Linked DNA regions of Sus scrofa: regions 2 and 3 are each linked to region 1. A link is a contact called in public Hi-C and HiChIP or PLAC-seq data. All regions are on one chromosome and are shown on one strand. Each heading gives the region's core, a stretch centred on a gene start, on an enhancer-like site or on the middle of the called end of the contact. The rest is flanking DNA. Distances are from core to core; before and after follow the strand shown.

Region 1 (2,700 bases), core at 4-2,503:
CTGCAACCTACACCTCCACTCACGGCAACACCAGATCCTTAACCCACTGACGGAGGCCAGGGATCGAACCTGCGTCCTCATGGATACTAGTCAAATTCGGTTCCGCTGAGCCACGACAGGAACTCTGAGATCATGCATTTTAAAGCATAGTGTCTGGCAGAATAAAAGCATACCCTTGGTTCAGCCCCAAGCTCAACAAAGTTGAGGCTGGATGCCAAGCTCCCATCATACCTGAGGGCTCGGTGATCACCAGAGTGGCCACTCTCATTAGCACCCAAAGGTGAGCAGCCTGGGTATGGGAATGGGTGAGGGGGCTTTGGAGCCAAACTGCTGAATTTGAATCCCAGCCCCATCATGATTGTCACTGTCCCAGCCAAGCTCCAGTAGCCCCTCCTACAAATAGCAGTATGACCTAGCAGTCTGGCCTCACTTCAAGAAATTAATGAGGGAGTTCCCACTTTGGCTCAGAACTAACAAACCCAACTAGTATCAATGAGGACGTGGGTTCCATCCTTGGCCTCTCTCAGTGGGTTAAGGATCCAGCGTGGCCACGAGCTGCGGTGTAGGTCACGGACATGGCTCAGATCCTGAATTGCTGTGGCTGTGGTGTAGGCTCACAGCTCCAGCTCCAATTCGACCCCTAGCCTGGGAACTTCCACATGCTGCAGGTGTGGCCCTAAAGAGAAAAAAAAGAAAGAAATCATGAAATGATTAGTGAACACCTACAGAATGTGCAGCTCTAGAACCCATGGAAGCATAGGCTGGATTCCTATCCTCAAGGCTGTTGTGAAGAGTCAAGAAGATACTATTTGGAAAATGCCTGGCTTTTGGAGAGCACCCAGGTAAGTCTGTCCTCCGCTGATTCCAGCCTGCCTCTTCCCTCCTCTTCCTCCCTGCCTCCTTCCCTCCCTCCTTCCTTCCTCGTCTTTCCTTCTTTCCCTCCTTCCTACCAGTGAGGCACGAATCAGATGTTGGTCCTCTGAGAAGAATTACAGGGAGAATGGGGGCAGCGGATCCAAACCCCCATTCCCCAAACAGGTGCTAGGCCCTTTGGGGCAGGTGCAGACCACGGGCCTGGAAGAAAAAGACAGAGTCGGTGGCTGCAAGCAGGAGAGAAGTTTTGCAAAAACAACCCACTCAAGTTACCTCCTACGTACGAAAGCTCTGGCCCCGGGCTGCCTTGCAGCCCTGATGTTCTCTGACCCTCTGCTCCGAGAGGGACAGAATGACTCAGCGGCCCTCTCAGCATGTGGTTCCAGCCCGGGGGGCCTGGGGAAGCCCCTTTTGGGGAGGAGAAGTTGTTGGTCATACAAACAGGGACTGGCCCTGAGACTCCCCAAAGTCATGCCAGGGTCATGACCCCACAGAGAACGGGGCTAAGGGGCCCTCCCCGGCCAAGGCCTCGCTGGCCTGCCCGCCTGCCTGCCTGTGTCCCCGCCCAGCCTGGCTGAAAGCTGAGCCAGAGAGATAGAGCCCTGGCCGAGCCTGCCAGTTATGTCTTAATGTAATTTAGCTGTAATCGCAGCGTGTTTTCCTTTGCTATAATTAGTAAAATGTGGTTGTTTGCTGTGTTCCTGGAAGATGTCTGAACTGGAGCCAGCTCTGCGTAGCTTTTCTGACGAGCTCTCCCAAACGGGCCCACCAGCACCGCCCTGGGTTCCCGCCCGCCCTTAACCTGAGTCTTCCTGATTCCTAAGTTGGGGACGCTCTCTCCTGTCCCTCAAGGACACGCTGCCACCCCACCCCCACCGGCTCAGCACAGTGCTGGGCCCACAGCAGGTGCCTAGTAAAAGTGGTGGGCGATTGAGCCATCAAACCATCAACCGCAACAAAAGGGAGTAGGGAGTGAATTCCTTTTTCAGGAATTCCGCCAGATCCTCAAAGCCGTGTGGGAGTCGTCATGGGGGTGTACACAGGATAATAAACACAACCACCCACGTGTGGGACTATGTGCTTGTGACTCAAGGTCTGTGTGTGTTCACCTGACAGTCCTGGAGCCTCTGAATGTAAATGTGAGCACTCCTGGACCTTGGGGCCACCTGCAGGGGACCCATTCAGAAACTGATTTTAAAGCTCTGATGACCACGTGGGAGGTTGGGACAGGGCAAAGGAAGTGAAGCACCCAGGTCCCACTGTCCTGAAGTCCATTTCTCACATCTTCTGCCTTGGATCCTAATTACACGCAGTCCTTTTCCAGTCCTGTATTCAAGCATTCAGCCAACATTTATTGGGTCCTACCATGCATTGTCGTCTATCACTCTTGGTGGCTCTCCGGTGGGTCTCCTGTAATGTCTCACTCCCCCACTTATTCATTCAGTCCACGCACATTTGTTAAATAACAACGTGGGCTAGACTTTGGGTTTGGGATTTGGGTTGTTTGGTTTGGTTTTGCATGAAGGATCAAGAATCCCGTTTTCCACCTTTGTCAAAGTCTCTCCCAATAGGAGACATACGTAATATAAGTTTCAGAGTTTTCATTATTATTATTTGATCAGTCACTAAGTAAATGAAATGGTAAGAGGACCCACCTTGGAGTTCCCATTGTGGCTCAGCAGGTTAAGGACCGACATTGTCTCTGTGAGTGTGCAGGTTCCATCCCTGGTCTCACTCAGTGGGTTAAGATCCTACGTTGCAGCAAGCTGCAGCATAGGTCACAAATGCAGCTCGGAACCTGTGTAACCTGTGTTACAGCTGGGATTT
Region 2 (2,806 bases), core at 51-2,550, 320 kb before region 1:
GTGCTGGGAGAACGGTGCTGGAGGGTGTGCAAGCACGGCGCCCTTCCCACATACACACCTTGTCCTACACTTCTCTTTCATCTGACTCCTACACTTGCTGATTACACTGATCAGTAATCATTGATCAGTAATCCTGAGTTACATCCTTTTGTAATAAACTGCTCAATGCTAGTAAATGTTTCTATGAGTTCCATCAGCCACTCTAGCCAATCAGTGGAATCTGAGGAGGGAGTTGTGGGACCCTCTGCTCTCTAGCCAGTTTATCAGAAGCACAGGTGACAATCTGGATTTGAGAATGGCACCCAAAGTGGGGCAGTTTTGTAGGACTAAGCCCTTCGCTTGTGATATCTTTGGCTCTCACCAGGTAGATAGGGCCTGAATTGAACTGAGTTAATTGCTTGGTGGTGTAGAAAAAACACACATACATATCAAAGATGTTCATAAATCACTGGGCATCCAGACAGCATGACGGGGTTCATTCACATTCACAGGCTCAGCATGGTTCCCCAAGAGTTCCAGGCTTTGCCTTTATGGTGACAAGATGGCTGAGCATCTGCATACTCACGCCCTTTCAAATTCAAACCCAATGGGAAAAAGTAGAGGGTGTTTGTTTTTTTCTCACAAAACTTTTGAGATTGACTTTGACCAGACAGGGCAGATCACGTGCCCATCTCTGAATTAGTTCCAATGGCCAAAATCATGGCCTGCTTTGATGGACCAGGAATGCACCCTGTGCTCCACATCTGAAACAAAGAGTCTCATCCAGAACTCATGGCCTGAGGAGGGGGGTGGGGACCACAAATAAATATTAGGAAATGGGAAATAGTTTCTTAAAAACTAACTAACCAAAAAGAGTTCATGTCTTCCATCCTACATGTAGAGTGGAACATTTTGCCTAGGCCTGTTAAAACTTCTGTGCGTCTTTGCCCATTTGTTTACTTTAATCAGTATGAAGTCATCTTGTTCAATAGGTTCTAATCTGTTACTATCATTATTTTGATGTTCAGATTGTCCTGGGTTTGGCCAGTGAGAGTGCCTTCAAGCTGCATTTTGTATCCTTTTGATGTGTCACCCTCTTTCCTTGACATTTCCTCATTTGCTCTGGTAAAAGATATTCCAGGCATGTCTCATACTTTTCCTGGCCCAGTCTTGGAATCAGTAATCATTGGGTCTGGGATTTGATTTTACCTTACTTTCAAGCTAATAAGAGCCTGTTACTCTTTTATGGATGCTGGCAGAGTACATGAGACTCCTGAGTCAGAGACAAAGGACTTTATTACTCATGGCACAGGAAGTAAGATGAACATCAGCATAATTGATTCAGTTTTTCTGCCCCCAAGTCCAGTTGAAGCTATGTGAAATGGCACAGATGGATACATGGCAGTGCGTTTGCATTATAGCTGAAGAACACTGAGCTTGGAGAATCCACTACTTTTTTTTTTTTTTTTTTTTTTTTTTTTGTCTTTTGTCCTTTTGAGGGCCACACCCGCAGTATATGGAGGTTCCCAGGCTACAGGTCTCATTGGAGCTGTGCTGTAGCTGCCAGCCTATGCCAGAACCACAGCAACGCCAGATCCAAGCCGTGCCTGTGACCTACACCACAGCTCACTGCAACGCCGGATCCTTAACCCACTGAGTGAAGCCAGGCATCAAACCTGCAACTTCATGGTTCTTAGTCGGGTTTGTTTCCACTGCACCATGACAGGAACTCCAAGAATCCACTGCTTTTATAGCAAGTACTAAGGAAGTCTTCTCTTAATCCTGGAGGGAGAATTACTCATTCTGCAAATTGCTTACTGCCAACACAGCTCTAAGACAGGCCTGGAAAAGAGTGGTCTGATCCTTCCGTTCTTACCACACCACATACCAATATCCAGGGATGCTGAGCCTATAGCAAATTACCTCTTCCAACAGCCATTTTGCCACAGAGTTCTGGTTCCTTTTAATGGAAAGCGGTATTTAGAAACCAAGATCTGCTTGCCAGGTGTGCTCATTGCCTTGAGCTATTTTTGCTCCTAGATGGTCCTAGAAGACAGTATTGGGACTATATGTACACACACACACACACACACACACACACACACACAAACATTTTATGCTATTTATCTATCTATATGATATCTATATTTAGTTATCATAATAGATACCTTTCATCTATTCATCTATATTTCTTTTTCCATAAATTCACATTGATATCTCCGATTCAATACCACACATTGATTCTAATTTTGTCTTTCCATTTTTATAACACTCTTGTCTAGTAATGACAAAATGAAACTATATTTACTTGTTTGCTTCCTAATCCTGCAATCTCATCAGTCATCATTATTTGCTTCCTATTGCTGCAATCTCATCACTAATTACCCACTCTTCAGTCACATGGGTGAACTCCTGATCACTTGAGCTCTAATGTGGTGTGCTGGGGTATATCTCACTTCTCCCCCAACTCTGGTCAGGCTCCAACACCCCATGATGACTCAGCAGCTACCACTGCTCATGAAGACACTCTCCTTTGTCATCCAGCCTCTGAACCCTACACCAAGCTGCCACCACTGCCACCTCCCTTTCTCACCTGTTTGTTGAGACATCCTTTTGCATGGATGCTCAAGCTTCGACATGCTGGTCTGGGCCACTCCTGCCACTGCCACCACCCTGGGTAGATACACCTCTCACCTCACTCAGGCTCTGGAACTCCCTACCTTCTCCTCCTGCAGGCGCCAACCTTGTTCAGCCATACTTAATGGCTTCTAGATAGAATTAATCAGGGAGGGAAGAAAAGGGGAGAGGACCCAATGACCATTTTTAA
Region 3 (2,703 bases), core at 27-2,526, 370 kb before region 1:
GTGTAGTGGGCGCAGTAGTTACAGGGACAAAGTAAACCAAAATGGGCCTCTCTTCTGGAAGTTATTCAGTGTTGCCTCTTCCCCCCTTTTCACTGACCTCCCATTTGATGTTTATTGCTCTTATTTACTATAACAGGGGTTTGCTTCGTTTGTGATTCGGAATATAAGGTAAGACAGAAATATATATCAGAATATGAGATATTAAACCACTGTTTGTGGTTGATCTTGTCTCAACAGATTTGGGATAAAACCAGCTTGGAATGTTTGAAAGTGTTAACAGGACACACTGGCTCTGTCCTTTGTCTCCAGTATGATGAACGTGTCATTGTGACTGGCTCTTCAGACTCTACAGTGAGGTGAGTGACTTGGCTTCACTGATCTAAACTTGGGTGCCTTCCAGGAGGAGACAGATTCACACCTTCTGAGATAAAGTAGACACATACTTTGTGTTTCAGAACTGCTTTTGGTGTAGGCGCATTTGAGCAGAGTAGGCAGGAAAGCGGAGTTTTATTACCTAGGTCCTGCTCCTGTTGCCATACAGTATAGAGATGGCAACATGCTTTCCTGTAAAAAAGAACATTACCTAGTATTAGCATTTTACTTTTAATCTTTTTTTTATTAGTATTAGTATTAGGCTGGCTTTCTCCTGGGAGATCACGCTCCAGAGGGGAGAGGAAGGCGGCAGGTGTTCTGAGTATGGTGGGCGGTAACAGACAAATGCTGAAAGAATTGGAGGCAATCGCAGAGCCCTTTGAGGGCCATAGGTAATGTGCCAGATGTTTGGTATAAGGTTCCCTTGTGGAACTCTCACATCAGTCTTTCTAAGTAGGGAAATCATATCTTCTTTTTATAGAGGTAGCATTGGGAAACTGAGACCAGAGAGGCTAAGTAATTTGCTCACATAGTTAGCTAATTTTGAACCTCGAATTTATGTCATTCAAGATTATCTTGATATTGCATAGCTTTTCCAGTAAGGGAGGCATTAGTTTTCAGCTGCCGCCCCGGGGGCCGAGCGGTGAAGGTGGTGGTGACAATGGTCTGTAGTAGGAGGGAAGCAGTGACTGCTGGTCAGGAAAAACGTTGTTGAGATCCCCTCCCAAACCACCGGGACAGGGACGTTTTTCCACAGCAGATGGCATCGGATTTGGGTGTAGTAGTGAGTTCATCAGAACACAGCAAAGCCTCAGCTGGACTGCTGGTAGCTGGAGGAAGGCATGTCATGTGGAGGGAAAGGAAATGCCTCCTCTAGGGTGTGAGTCAGAGACTTGAAGAGGGTTGTTTGAGAGGCACACCTAAGAGATTGAAATAGTCACCAGCATGCCTGGTATCCTTTCCCTGACTCAGTGCTTCCAGGCTGCTGCCGCCGCCAAAGATCAGGTCTTGGCCTTAGAAGCCTGAGTCTTTCCTCCTCTGCTCTGGACAGACGTGTTCCCTTAGGAGATGGGGCTACAAAAAGGTGATGACGTGAAAGAGATGCCCCTAAGAACCCTGCAGTTGAGGTCACTGGCTTTGTCCATAAAGCATCGGGCAGCAGATGGGTGTGGCGATTGCTGAGACATCATGACTTGTCGTCTCCCGGCGGCCGTGGATGAATAATCGACGCAAAAGCCGGTCCGAGGTCAAAAAGAACCTTAAGCTTGGAGCCCAGCCATCAAGCCTTCTTCTCTATCATCTCAAAGTCACTGCAGAGCCCACTCACCTGAATTATTTTTTGCCATCAGCACAAGCCTGTGAACAAACACGTTTTGCTGAACACCTGGCTATTAAAACCTAAACCCGGCAGAGCCAGAACAGGCCTTCCGTTTTGAAACCATCTCAACATTTCTTTGCCAATAGAGAAATTGCTTCTGGGGCTCCTTGTAAGCATGGTGTCAGGTCCCAATCACCAAGTATGTGTGACATTTACACCTCGCCAGCCTACTACTAAGAGTGGGCCCAGAGCACAGACTCAGGAATCTTTTCCTGGTTGTCTAGATAATTAAGCATTGTGCTCTGCTCTTCTCCTCCAGAGTCTGGGATGTGAACACGGGCGAAGTTCTGAACACGTTGATCCACCACAACGAGGCTGTACTGCACTTACGCTTCAGCAATGGACTGATGGTGACCTGTTCTAAGGACCGCTCCATCGCAGTGTGGGACATGGCTTCTGCCACTGATATCACTTTACGCCGTGTCCTGGTTGGCCACCGTGCTGCTGTCAACGTAGTAGACTTTGACGATAAGTACATAGTATCTGCCTCTGGTGACAGGACCATCAAAGTAAGTGTGTCTGCAGCCATAACTCTGCTTGTTCCCACCCTTTTAGAATATAGAGAAAGCAGAGGTGGCTAGGCCAACCTCGCATCTGGCAATACCTTGATCCTCCTCCATTTGTGCTTATGAGACCTCAAGGCATGCTCATTCCTTACGCTTCTAGAGTCACAGGCAAGGTAGGAAGAAAGGGTCACGAGGCCAGGACAGAGAGCAGTCCTCTGTTTTATGAAAGGACATTGTTGATAACCTATGGGACACGTGCCCTGTGCCAGAAGCTTCCCATTCCTGCCTCGCCATCCTCCCAGCACTCTGTTGAGCCACATTTACAGATGTGCTCAGAGAATGAAGAACTGTGCTGGAGACCACAAAGCTAGTTAGTAGCAGAGTTGAAATTTGATTTGCTCACCTGATTTTGACCCTGGGCTGGATACTGGAGCTACGGTGATGGAC

The links. A called contact is a pair of places that touch in the nucleus more often than the background predicts. HiChIP or PLAC-seq counts read pairs in DNA pulled down with a chosen protein or histone mark.
Region 2: an H3K27ac HiChIP or PLAC-seq map of alveolar macrophages shows a contact between it and region 1. The contact joins two enhancer-like sites. A contact is called at or near these places in 2 of 2 datasets of contacts at active chromatin or transcription factors (alveolar macrophages and skeletal muscle).
Region 3: a Hi-C map of embryonic fibroblasts shows a contact between it and region 1, with 1.8 times the contacts expected there. The contact joins two enhancer-like sites. A contact is called at or near these places in 2 of 47 Hi-C or Micro-C datasets (embryonic fibroblasts and epiblast stem cells) and 1 of 2 datasets of contacts at active chromatin or transcription factors (alveolar macrophages).

The regions. Positions count from the first base shown.
Region 1 is chr16:52,691,223-52,693,922 of Sscrofa11.1, forward strand. No RefSeq gene overlaps it. Among named protein-coding and RNA genes, the nearest start is that of FGF18, 68 kb to the right of the region's middle. Within about 2 kb of position 1,254, at least 28 of the 83 cell types and tissues checked have an H3K27ac peak or open chromatin away from gene starts, as enhancers often do. A contact at or near this core is called in alveolar macrophages and embryonic fibroblasts, where this site is marked.
Region 2 is chr16:52,369,606-52,372,411 of Sscrofa11.1, forward strand. No RefSeq gene overlaps it. Among named protein-coding and RNA genes, the nearest start is that of SMIM23, 42 kb to the right of the region's middle. Within about 2 kb of position 1,301, at least 3 of the 83 cell types and tissues checked have an H3K27ac peak or open chromatin away from gene starts, as enhancers often do. A contact at or near this core is called in alveolar macrophages, where this site is marked.
Region 3 is chr16:52,319,120-52,321,822 of Sscrofa11.1, forward strand. FBXW11 (F-box/WD repeat-containing protein 11) reads left to right here. Exons shown (of 14, transcript XM_021077115.1): 8 at 238-356; 9 at 2,010-2,259. Among named protein-coding and RNA genes, the nearest start is that of SMIM23, 92 kb to the right of the region's middle. Within about 2 kb of position 1,277, at least 9 of the 83 cell types and tissues checked have an H3K27ac peak or open chromatin away from gene starts, as enhancers often do. A contact at or near this core is called in alveolar macrophages and embryonic fibroblasts, where this site is marked.